Regions from separate parts of the Hordeum vulgare genome. Here region 1 is linked to region 2. The links are chromatin contacts, called in public Hi-C maps. All regions are on one chromosome and are shown on one strand. The core of a region is the stretch at or near the end of the contact, and the rest is flanking DNA. Distances in the headings are between cores, read along the strand shown.

The links. A called contact is a pair of places that touch in the nucleus more often than the background predicts.
Region 1: a contact with region 2 is called in a Hi-C map of leaf, with 2.8 times the contacts expected there. The contact joins the promoter of LOC123447954 here to the promoter of LOC123447953 in region 2. A contact is called at or near these places in 3 of 6 Hi-C or Micro-C datasets (leaf and seedling).

Annotation. Positions count from the first base shown.
Region 1 is chr4H:84,937,563-84,943,693 of MorexV3_pseudomolecules_assembly, reverse strand. LOC123447954 (dystrophia myotonica WD repeat-containing protein-like) reads left to right here and starts at 4,240. Exons shown (of 10, transcript XM_045124696.1): 1 at 4,240-4,670; 2 at 5,080-5,394; 3 at 5,482-5,590; 4 at 5,672-5,771. The coding sequence starts at 4,503.
Region 2 is chr4H:84,654,920-84,660,322 of MorexV3_pseudomolecules_assembly, reverse strand. LOC123447953 (cleavage stimulating factor 64) reads left to right here and starts at 2,188. Exons shown (of 10, transcript XM_045124695.1): 1 at 2,188-2,361; 2 at 2,917-2,995; 3 at 3,195-3,369; 4 at 4,361-4,394; 5 at 4,511-4,749; 6 at 4,840-4,917. The coding sequence starts at 2,319.

The sequences.
Region 1 (6,131 bases), core at 2,991-5,490, 280 kb before region 2:
GTTTCCGACCTCATTTAAAATGCCTAGATAGGTAGTTAATTAGTGCTTCACCTCTTGCCATATTTAACAAGATTTAATATTGCCGTGTAAATAAACGGGAGTGAGCTTAAATAATTAAATGTGGAGTTTCGTCAATATGCAACTCGTTGCATATTGAGCTTCACTTAATGTGTAGTGTTTGATTGGAGTGAATTGTCATGTCATGACTTGCATTAGACCGATCATGCATCATATGTGTTGAGAATTATGTTGTGCATGTGCCGTGGTGAATATCGTGTGTTGATTCTTGTTTCCGGTTTGCTTCGTCTCGATAGAGTTCCGCAGCGTGTCGGAAAGTGAGGATCCGTTCGACTACGTCGGTTCGTCTGCTTCACGGACCCGTTCTTCTTCCAAGCGGGATCTCAGGCAAGATGACCATCTCCCTAGATATCATTACTATCAATGCCATGCTAGTTGTCTCATTTCTTCCGCTATGTCTCGTTGCCTACCACCTGTTAAATGTTAGCCTCTCAACGTTGCCATGAAAACCTTCAACTTGTTCACAACCTAGCAAACCACTGATTGGCTATGTTACTGCTTGCTTAACCATTTGTTAGTGTTGCTAGTTGCAGGTGCAGTTGCTTCCATGTGATAACATGGGTTCTTGTTATATCAGCATATTAATGCTATTTAAATTAATGCACCTATATACTTGGTAAAAGGTGTAAGGCTCGACCTTTCTAGCCTAGTGTTTTGTTCCACCTTTGCCCCCCTTAGTTTCGGCTACCGGTGTTATATTCCATAATTGTGCGCTCCTAACACGATCGGGGTTGTTATGGGGACCCCCTTGATAATTCGTTTTAGATTAAGACTGGTCTGGCAAGGCCCAACTTTGGTACTACATTTTCCTAATAACCTAATAAAAATGCATAGGGACTTTCCGGACCCCGTGGATAATTAATCAACCCCCCGGGCCAGTGCTCTGCATGGGTGTTGGTCCAACCTGTCAACTGCCGGTGGCTACTAGGGGCAACTCTGTGATTGGCCTACCTGAAGTTTGGACAATCCGTCGTATCTTGAGAACGAGATACGCGGCTCCTATCGGGATCGCCGACACGTCGGGCGGCCTTGCTGGATTAGTTTTACCTTATACGAAATATCTTATGCATCGGGATTCCGGTGATGCTTTGGGTTATCTCAGAGTTGAGGTTTTCCACTAAGGAATCCGACGAAGTCACGAGTTTCGTGATCAAGGTTTTCTATGTGGCTTGTGGTAATTTATGATGGACTAGTTGGAGCACCCCTGCAGGGTTATATCTTTCAGAAAGTCGTGCCCGCAGTTATGTGGCAACGTGGAAACTTTGTTTAACATCCGGTTCTAGATAACTTGAAGTTAACTTAACTAAAATATGCCAACTGAGTGCGTAACCGTGACTGTCTCTTTCGTGAGCTCCTTCTCCGATCGAGGACACGGTGGGGTTATGTTTGACGTAAGTAGGTGTTCAGGATCATTCATTTGATCATCAATAGTTCACGTCCGTTATGCGTAGATTATTCCCCCTCTCATTCTTGTACTCGTAAGTTAGCCACCTCAAATAAATGCTTAGTCGCTTGCTGCAACCTCACCACTCAACTATACCTCATCCATTAAGCTTTGCTAGTCTTGATACCATTGGAGATGAGATTCTTGAGTCCCTGTGGCTCACAGATTACTACAACACCAGTTGAAGGTACAAGTAAAGTGACATTAAGACATCAGCGCGGTGATTGTTCATTTGGAGTTTCCTCTTCTTCCTCTTCTTCTTCGATCTAGGATGGGTTCCAAGTAGGCAGCCTGGGATAGCAAGGATGGACGTTGTTCTTTTATCGTTTATTTTCGTCCGTAGTCGGACCCTGCTCTTCTTCATGATAACTGTTTATGTTGTTGTATTGATGTGACTCTGATGTAGCTTGTGGCGAGTGTAAGCCAATTCCATATACTCATCTTTTCAGTACATGTACTTGTAACGATATTCATTCTTGCGAAATGACGAGACACGCTTCTATCCCTGTCGAGACCCTCGTGCCAAAATAAGGATAGGATCGCATCTGGGGCGTTACAGGACGCCCGACCATCTGCATAATTGAAAGAGGGACCGACAGGTGCTGCAACTAACCAAGAGTAATGAGGAGCCTGACATGATTTTGCTCCTCGAGGTAAACTATTAGCATGTCGACAATCCAAACGAGTTCGGGGTCTAATGACGGTGTGCTACATCGGAGGTGGACCAACGTATGACAAGTCGGATGCTGGGATGGCCATAGGGGCTAGCCGGCGACGATGATTCTGATGTTCTCCGACCTATGAAGGGAGCCCTTCAAGGAAAGTGCAGTGTCTTGGCGAACAAGCCAAGGACCCATTCACCAAGGAGTAATCTAGGTTGAGCAGAACACTTGTAACCCTAGGTCTCATCCTTGCTTTGTAAGGCGAGGTCAAGCATAGTTCGGGCTATGATGGTTCAAACGTTCTCCAACCTATGGAGTGAGTCCTTCAAGGAAAATCCAGTGTCTTGGTGGGCAAGCCAAGGACCCCTTTGCCAAGGAGTACCCTACATTGGTTAGAACTCTTGTAACCTTGGTCCTCCCCCCTTATAATGGGAGGCCATAGATAGTTCAAGACATCAACGTCATAGTCATCGTCTCGGTAGCTACAACCATCTCATACATGTTACCCCCTCATGTGAGGCGTTTTCCATCATCAATTAAAACAAAGTAGGGGTAGAGTATTATCTCAACCATGGAGGCCTCAACCTGGGTAAACTCCTCATGTGCAAACTCCTTTAGTGCTTCTGTATTCCGGTCACGTTCTCCACCCTACCGAGCGTACTCGTGGTTTTTGGTACCGTTTGTTGTCAGTGTTGCAAAGGTCGATTGCCGCCCCTGCAGACTAAGTGCTCGTGTTGCAAGACTATCCTCACCGTGTGCACTCCAAAAGCCCGTCCATTAGTGTTGCAATATCTGCTAGAGATGTTGCTTGCTTCAGAGCTCCATTGCCGCTATGAAGTTGATTGGCAAGTGTTGCGAGGTCGGCCATGAGGATGTCGTGAGACAGCTCGTCGGCGTGCAAGCGTGACGCATATGCTGCAAGTTCCCCTTGCGGTGCTCTAAGGCTGATGACGCCGCCCTAGTGCGAGAGATGTTTGGTCAAACGGTGTGAAGCAATCGAGGCTAGCAACTTCTCCTCCCCACCACCACAACCATCCAAAAGATCTATTGACTCACGTCAACCTGTCTACTCATTTTTTAATAATTATACAATCATCATATGTATTTTTAGTTTTAGATTCACATTAGTAATTTGTAGATTCATGTTCATAAATCAAAAATCATAGAAATATTACTGTGGGTAATTTCACAGTAAGTTAGGGTGGGGGTGGGGGTCCTAGTAGTTCCTAGAGTTGCAAATGGATCCATAGTCCTTAGCACCGAAATGACTTATTCGGAGGAGTGAACAAAGTAAAAGAAAAAGGGCACCGTTCTGCGTAGGCGCACCGGCGCGAGCGCCCCCTTCGGTCAACGCGTGACCCTACGATGCAACAACTGCTAGCCGTCAGATCTGTTTGTCTCTTCTCAATTTCTTGCATCGTCTTCCTCTGGAAAATTGCAGTGTCACGAGCGCCATTGACCCCGGCCGTAATCTTCCGTGAGGCGACTCAGCTCGAAGCAGCACAACACACCCCGTGCTCGTCGGAGCCGCCGTTCGCCGGAGCCGCTCGTCGGCGCGCTCGCCAGCACGCTCGTCGGAGCCACTCGCCGGAGCTGCTCGTCGGCGCGCTCGTCAGAGCCGCTCGCTGGAGCTCGTCGCCGCTCGTAACAGCACCCTCATCCTTCCCCCCTGTCGCTCGCCGCTCGTCGCCGTCAACGCCGCCGGTTTGAAGCTTTTTTTCACTTTTTTTGAAAAAAAATCCGTGTCGCTTGAAGCTTTTTCCACAACGGTTGAAGCTTTTTCCATGTCGTTTGAAGCTTTTTGCTGGTTGTAGCAAAAATGACAGGCTTTCCTCGTTGGTCTGTGGTTGAAGCTTTTCAAACATATGGTTGAAGCTTTTGTGTCAACGATTACAACTTTTTGTATTTCGTTGTCGCCCGTTAAATCTTTTTATACTGTTGGTTGCAACAAATTAAATGAAGAATGTAGCAATTTTGTAAAATGGTTGTGTCCAGATCGAACGAACGCGGTGCGTCGCGCAGTGTATAAAAGTTTCCCAAAGAAAAAGGTGAGTCATATTTCCGTTCCTCCTCCTACCACCAGCACCAGGTCTCTGTTTCTCCAGTCTCCCACCATCCTCCCTCATCCCAAATCAAACCACCTCCCCGTCGCGTCGATCCCAATCTGACCACCCCCAAAACCCTAACCCTCACTCGCCTCCTTGAACGGCGGCGGAGGCGTGAGATGGCTGCGCGGTCGTAAGCATTTCGGAGGCGATCGCGGAGGTGGGGGCTTCCCTTGACCCGCCAGCGGTGTAGCTGGTGCCCGGCCTGTGGGTATGGCGACGTCGTCGTCGGCTGGCGGGGGCGGTGCCGCCGGGGGCGCTCCTGGACTGAAGACTTACTTCAAGACTCCCGAGGGCCGGCATAAGCTGCAGTACGAGAAGACCCACTCCCCCTCCGTGCTGCACTACAACCACGGCGCTGGTGGAAAGACTGTTTCCGAGGTATGGAGGGCGGCGACTCCGCGGTACCGGTGATCACGCCCCGGGGTTTGCGGTTAGCGCGCGGGTTGGGACGGCGATTGGGATCTCGATGGGTCGCTCGGATGGGATGGGGAATTGAGCTGTGGCGTTGGGTGTTGACTTGATCAGGTGCCGGATTTAGACGTGTCTTTTTTCGCGTATCTGGTTGGGTTTTGTTTGGTTTTAGTTAGGGTTTCGGGTAAGTTTTGGATCGTGGCATTTATGGAACCTTGCGGACTGATGAATTTAGATGGGTTTCTTGTTTGGGATTCTTTTTGCATAAGCGATTGTTTTAGTTATTTGCTTGCTTCGTGATGATCGACTTCATTGCGATGTATATTCCTGTATTATGAAAAGTTAAGATTACATCAATTACTTTTGACGATGGCAGATGACGGTGGCATATTTGAAGGAGAAACCAGTGGGGCAGGGCTCTACACCTTCAACACCAAGTTCCAGCAGTGGCATGCGATCTGCAGCTGCGAGACTGCTTGGTACTGGGAATGGGAGCCGGACACTTAGCTTTGCAGGCAGCAACGGTGTCAGTAGGGCTGTTTCAGGGAGCAGCCGTGTGGGTGGCGGCGTTGGTATGTCAACGGGCATTGGTGGATCTCAAGCTGTGGTGAATTATGATGGCAAGGGAACATACATCATCTTCAATACCGCAGATACACTGTTCATTAGTGATCTCAACTCACATGACAAAGTATTAGTTCCCTTGTCCAATGCATGACGAAGTTACCTACAGATATGCAGCCTTGTGTTTGTCTGATCAAGTTGTTAATTGCACCAGGATCCAGTAAAGTCCATCCACTTCAGCAACTCAAACCCGCTTTGTCATGCATTTGACTCGGAGGCCAAAGATGGGCATGACCTGATTGTTGGAGTATGGTCAGGAGATGGTCAGTGCTTTCTTCTTGGAATCCTTTATCCTTAGAATTGAACTCTGAGACCGAGACGAGTTATATGTGTCCATTGTGCAGTCTATTCGATGTCATTGAGGCAACAGTTGCAAGATCCTGGAAAGAAGCCTGTTGCGTCTCAACATTTTATCAATAAAGACAAAGATGGAACTGCCAACAGGCATGTTTGCTTCCTTTAAAATAATAACGAAAGTGATAAATTTGTATGAGAATTACATTACAAGTAACAATTATTTTTCTTCATATTTTTGTTTTATGCCACATCCTGAGCACACTACTGTCTTAGGATAATTATATGGAAGATGGTCTGACTCAGAGTTTCCTTTTTGTGCATTATTAGAAGTTGTAACTTATAGGGAACTTCTGCTATTATTAATGGGTAAGGACTAGGGTTGGAAACTTCATTTGAGCACCTCATTTTGATGGAGCTCAGTAGATAGTGGCAACATTTGTTTTGCTTTGTGCCGGTATCGTGCTTTGTATGACTTCTCATGCTGCCTGATTCAAATTGACATGTGAG
Region 2 (5,403 bases), core at 939-3,438:
GTCGGCTGCGCCAAGGCCGAGTGCCTCCCATCTAGGCCGAGTGGCTGTGCACGATGTCGCCGAGCCAATGGCCAGCCGCAACAAAGTCGACAAGATCCCATCGGCCACGGCAAGGCCGAGTGAAGCAAATCGGCTTCAATGCGGCAGAGGCAGTGTTATTTTTGAAAAAAATTTCAAAATGGTGTATTATTTTTAAAATTAAATAAAAAACAATATTTTAAAAAAGCTAGCCCTATAAAAGGGGTTCTTCTTCCCTAATGAACCTTATCCTTTGAGTTCGGATTTGGCCCCCATTGTTGACTTTCTTCGAGCTTACTATCTCTCGATACCTACAATGATTCTTGCTAATTCCTGAGGGAGAAGAGAGAGGAGATCTAGATCTACATTTCCGCCAATCACTTTTCTCCTCTATGTGAAGGGAACCCCTTGGATCTAGATCTTGGAGTTCTTTGTGAGCTCCTTGTTCTTCATCTCATATTCCTCCATAGATTTTCTTGTTCTGGTAGGATTTGAGTGTGAGCAACTTGACCACTTCGTGTGTTCTGGCCATTGCATTAGTTGCATCAGTTTGAGTTCTTCACGGTGATACGCGAAGTGAGTTTTAAGAAGCTTATTACTCTTGGGTGTTTGGGCACCCTAGAGCTTGTGCCTCTTGGGTGCTTTGGCACCCTAGATGGTTGGTGGTGCCTCAGAGCTCAATAATTATGGTGTAAATCTCTTAGCAAGCGCTAGGGTCTCCAATTAGGTTGTGAAGATTGCCCCGAGCAATTGAGGTCACCTCGGAGCCACAATCCATTGCGGTGAAGCTTGGCGTTGTTGTTGGGACCCTCCAATTTAGTTGTAGAGATTGCCCCAACCTTGTTTGTACGGGTTCGATGACTGCCCTCAAGGGCCCCTTAGTGGAATGACGACATCTTACACTGTGCGAGGGTGTGAGGAGATTACGGTGGCCCTAGTGGCTTCTTGGGGAGTATTGTGCCTTCACACCGTTCCAAAGAAGATTAGCGTCCGCAAGGGTGTGAACTTTCGGATACATTATTGCCTTCGCGTGCCTCAGTTATCTCTTACCCGAGTCCTTTACTTATACACTTTACTTTGTGATAGCCATATTGTTTCATGTTATATATCTTGTTATCACTTATTTATTTATCTTGATTAGCATAAGTTTTTGGTGCCCATATGTGAGCCTAGTTGTTTTAGATTTTGTGCTTGACTAATTAAACACTAGTTTTATTTCGCATTTGTTCAAGCCTAAACCGTAATTATTTTAAAGCGCATATTCACCCTCCCTCTAGGCGACATCCACGTCCTTTCAGAAAGGATGAAGCGTCAGCACACAGGACGGGGCTAAGCACTAACAGAGGGGACATGACGGGGCCGGGGACAACCGTCGACGACATGAACCCTAGTCTCGAGGGATTGAGCGACTTGACCCGTCGAAAAGAGAAACAAGAAAGGAGAGAAGAAACGACTCGGGTCTGAGAGAGAAAGCCAGTGACATTTTACCCATGAATAACAAGTCGAGGGGTATCATGAGAGAACGAAATCGTTTTCTTTTGAAGAGTAGTCCACAATCGCCAGAATCCATATATAATGATTCTCAAATATACTATTGCTTCTGATGATTTTTAAGAAAAAAATGAGTTCTTTTGCGAATTTGATTTCCAGGACCATGATTCTCTAGAATTGACAGAAAGAATTGGCCTTTGCTCCCGTGTGGAGTTTTGCGAAAAAATACCAGGAAATGTATCCTTAATAAAAAAGACAAAAAATCCTATGTATAGGAGAAAAAAACTGTTTGGATGGGTCATAGTTCAGACCAAATTTTCTTCGCTATGGATACATCTTTTCGTATTTGTTACTTCCTTCGTAAATTAAAATGTAAATTAATATAAGAGTGTTTAGATTCATATTTTAGTTATCTAAACACTCTTATACTAATTTACAGAGGAAGTACAAAACATCACACATCAGTAGGTTGGTCATCCAGATTTGATATCCCAAATCCAGTTTTTTTTTTAATTTTCTGTTATTTTCTGAAATTAATATTCGTCTAGGGGTGTGGAGCATCCAGGAGCTCCTACTACAACTCTGATGAAGTGATCACTCAAACGGAAACGGAAACGGAAACGGAAACGGAAACTAACATCATTATAAACAAACACCTGGGCAGCGAGACCGCGGAAACGTATCCAGACCAGACCAGACTCGCTGGAAATAGCGAGGCAAGCCGCAAACAGCAGCAGCGCACCTCCGCCTCCGGTCCCTACCCAGCCGCCGATGCCGCCCCGCGCCGCCGCCGGCGACCTCAGCTGAGCATGGCGGCCGCCCCCGCGGGCCCCCAGAACCGCTGCGTCTTCGGTAATCCCCGTTCGCCGCTCTTCTCTCTCACGGCCCCCTCCCTGCCCCTCCCGGTGTCTCCGCGTGCTATGTGCCTGCGTGCGTGTCTCTTCCTCCTCCAATTCGATCCGCGGGCTGGGATCTTTCGCCGCGATTCGGGTGGGAGTGGCCTAGCCCCAATTGGCTACGCGAGTAGAGCTCCATTTGGGCCCCAATCGCTGCTGCATCCTCCGTCGATTCCCCGTGGATTTCCCTTCGTGTGTCGGTGGCCGGTGCGGTTTTTTGGTGGCACGGAGCGCGTTTAGCTTCTCCCGCCGCTAGATTTGGAGTCTAATTCCATTTCATTTTTAGTTTTCGTACTGTCTAGGGTTTGCCTCTTTTTTTTATCCCTTCATGTTCGTCACGCCTTTGGCGTTGTTTCCCCCCAAACGAAGGTGTTCGTTAGTTGGCTTGTTCTGTATCCAACGTGTGTGACACTGATAATTGCCACACATTTTGTGTTGATTCAGTTGCTGCGGTATGAGTAGGTTCTTGAGTTTGATTGACGCGTGTGTTGGCTGTGGAATTTGTTTGCAGTTGGGAATATACCGTATGACGCGACGGAGGAGCAGCTCGTGCAGATATGCGAGGAAGTCGGGCCCGTGGTCTCCTTCAGGTTTAGTTGAACCGTGCAAACCCTATCAGTAGTTTTCTAATTTGACCATGTTGTGCAGATAGTCATGTTTGTTCAATTATTGGATTAATCAGCTTTTTTGAGTTATTTCTATCCCTTATAGCCTTTTTAGGGTTCGATGAAGCTGATGACGCTGTTGAGCTGTGACTGCTGGATACTGACTGCTCAAAATTGCTTGCAGACTGGTTGTTGATAAGGAAACCGGAAAGCCGAAAGGTTATGGATTTTGTGAATACAAGGATGAAGAGACAGCTCTAAGTGCACGTCGGAACCTTCAGGGTTATGAAGTTAATGGTCGTCAGTTACGTGTTGATTTTGCTGAAAATGGGAGGAACACTGACAAAAATAGAGAAAAGGTGGAAGATCCTCAATTTATTACTGTAGAAGAACCTTATTTCTCACCCAGCAAGTCCCGTGTTAAGATGAAAGCTTGTATGGTTTTGGTTCCCATGAATTATAATACTAGTCTTTTCTCCAACTACCATGTGTCTCCTGTTTCACTTTCTTGCACAGCATGTGTATGTATGTACAGATTCCTGTCTGTACATATGCACACCTGCTATTCTGCCAAATTACCTTGTGGAATTATCATTCTGGTATTGCGAATCTTCTTTGGTATCGTGGTTCCAAAATTATCTCTAATGTCTTGATTTTGCCGCCTTTTACGAAAGTAACGTACCAAAGTTACCGGAGTAAGAAAAGCAACGTCATGGTTTCAAAGATCTCCAGAATTGTACTGAACGCGTGAGGTTCTCTGCAAATAGAAAAGAAGAATTATCTTGTAGAGGATGTATATGTGGTCAATGCATTTATAGTTGCATCCTTTGTGCTATGCTCAAGCAATGGTGTTGGAATTATTAGTAAATTATCTCTGAAATGATATATACAGTTGACTTCCTCTTTTGGCTTACCATTACATTATTACCTTCCTTCTCTCAAAATAATTGCTATGTCCTTAGCTGCTGCCAGCAGACTTTCTATCTATCCCCACACCAGTGACTGATGCTGATATGTATGTGCTGATTTTTGTTGCCAAGTTGTCAGAATGCGTCCACAAGAAAATAATGTGTTATCAAAGTTTGACAACTGGATGCAGTTGATTGGGACACAATTTCTATGCTAGATTTTCTGGAGATCATAGTGAAATAGTATTGCATGACAAGGTCCCTAGTTTTCACTGCCATGTTGTAACTTTGAATATTGGAAACTAAGTAGCTTCACTATGGAAATGAAGTTAGCGCAATCAAAAATTTATTTCATGCATGGGCAGTATGAAATCTTAACCAATTGAAGTTGTCAATAAAGAAGCAGATATTGACTTATTTTTTATATGTTTATGCATTGCAGGGTCGTGGAGGACCAGGAATGTCATCTAGTGTTGGTTGGTTTCTATTTCTTGATCATCATTTATTTAGTTTATGTGTATTTTTAAGATTTCAAACTTGCCAGTTTTATGTCCGTGCACGCTAACATTAGGATCTTGATGTAATCCTGCAGATGCTCAGAAACAATTAACCACAACTCCCGCTGTAGGGGAAACCAGCCTTCATCAGCTTATTGGTCTTCCACCGGCAATACATGCTGCATCTGTGATGGCTGGCGTTCTTGGGGGAGCTCAAACTGCAAATGTACAAAACGGTTTACCTGTCCAATTTGGGCTTGGAAACGACCCTCTTACCCATTACTTGGCCAGGATGTCAAGGCATCAGTTGTATGAAATCATGTCTGAGTTGAAGGTAACCTTGAAATATCAATATCAATTCCATGAAGATTAAAAATTGCTCACTGCTAGTTTTAGCTTGTTAATGCTTTTTTTTGTATGGCAGACCCTAACTACTCAAAATAACGACCTTGCCAAAAAACTGCTGCAAGGAATTCCACAGCTTCCAAAGGCCCTATTTCAGGTTAGCTTTGCTATTGATTGCTCAATTAATCAATTGTTACTTTCTGTTCCTGTTTTTGTGTACTTGGTCCAAAATTTAATATAATGGAGTCTGTATGAGTTCTCCACCCAAAGTTGTGCCTATTTTTGCTAGTTTGCTTCATTCATGTTCACAAATTTCATACACCCTTCTTAATATAAATTTAACCAACTCCTATGTTTTATGTTTGCTAATCCACATTGAAGCTCTCTTCTTCCAAATGCTTGCATCAAGTATTTCGGTTATGCTTGTTAGAACTTCGATGTGATTCATGGTTGTCTCCTTCTCCCAGAAGGCAAAAAGAAAAAAAGAAAAAAAGTGTTCCCTTAATGTATTGAATAGGTTTGTCCTATATGTGTGTACAGATCAAATATTTGTTGCGTTCATGTGAGGCCTTTCTTGAAAGATAGGAAGGCCATCCAACTTTATATGTTGACCCTTGGGATTCCATGGAAGAACTTTTTTGAA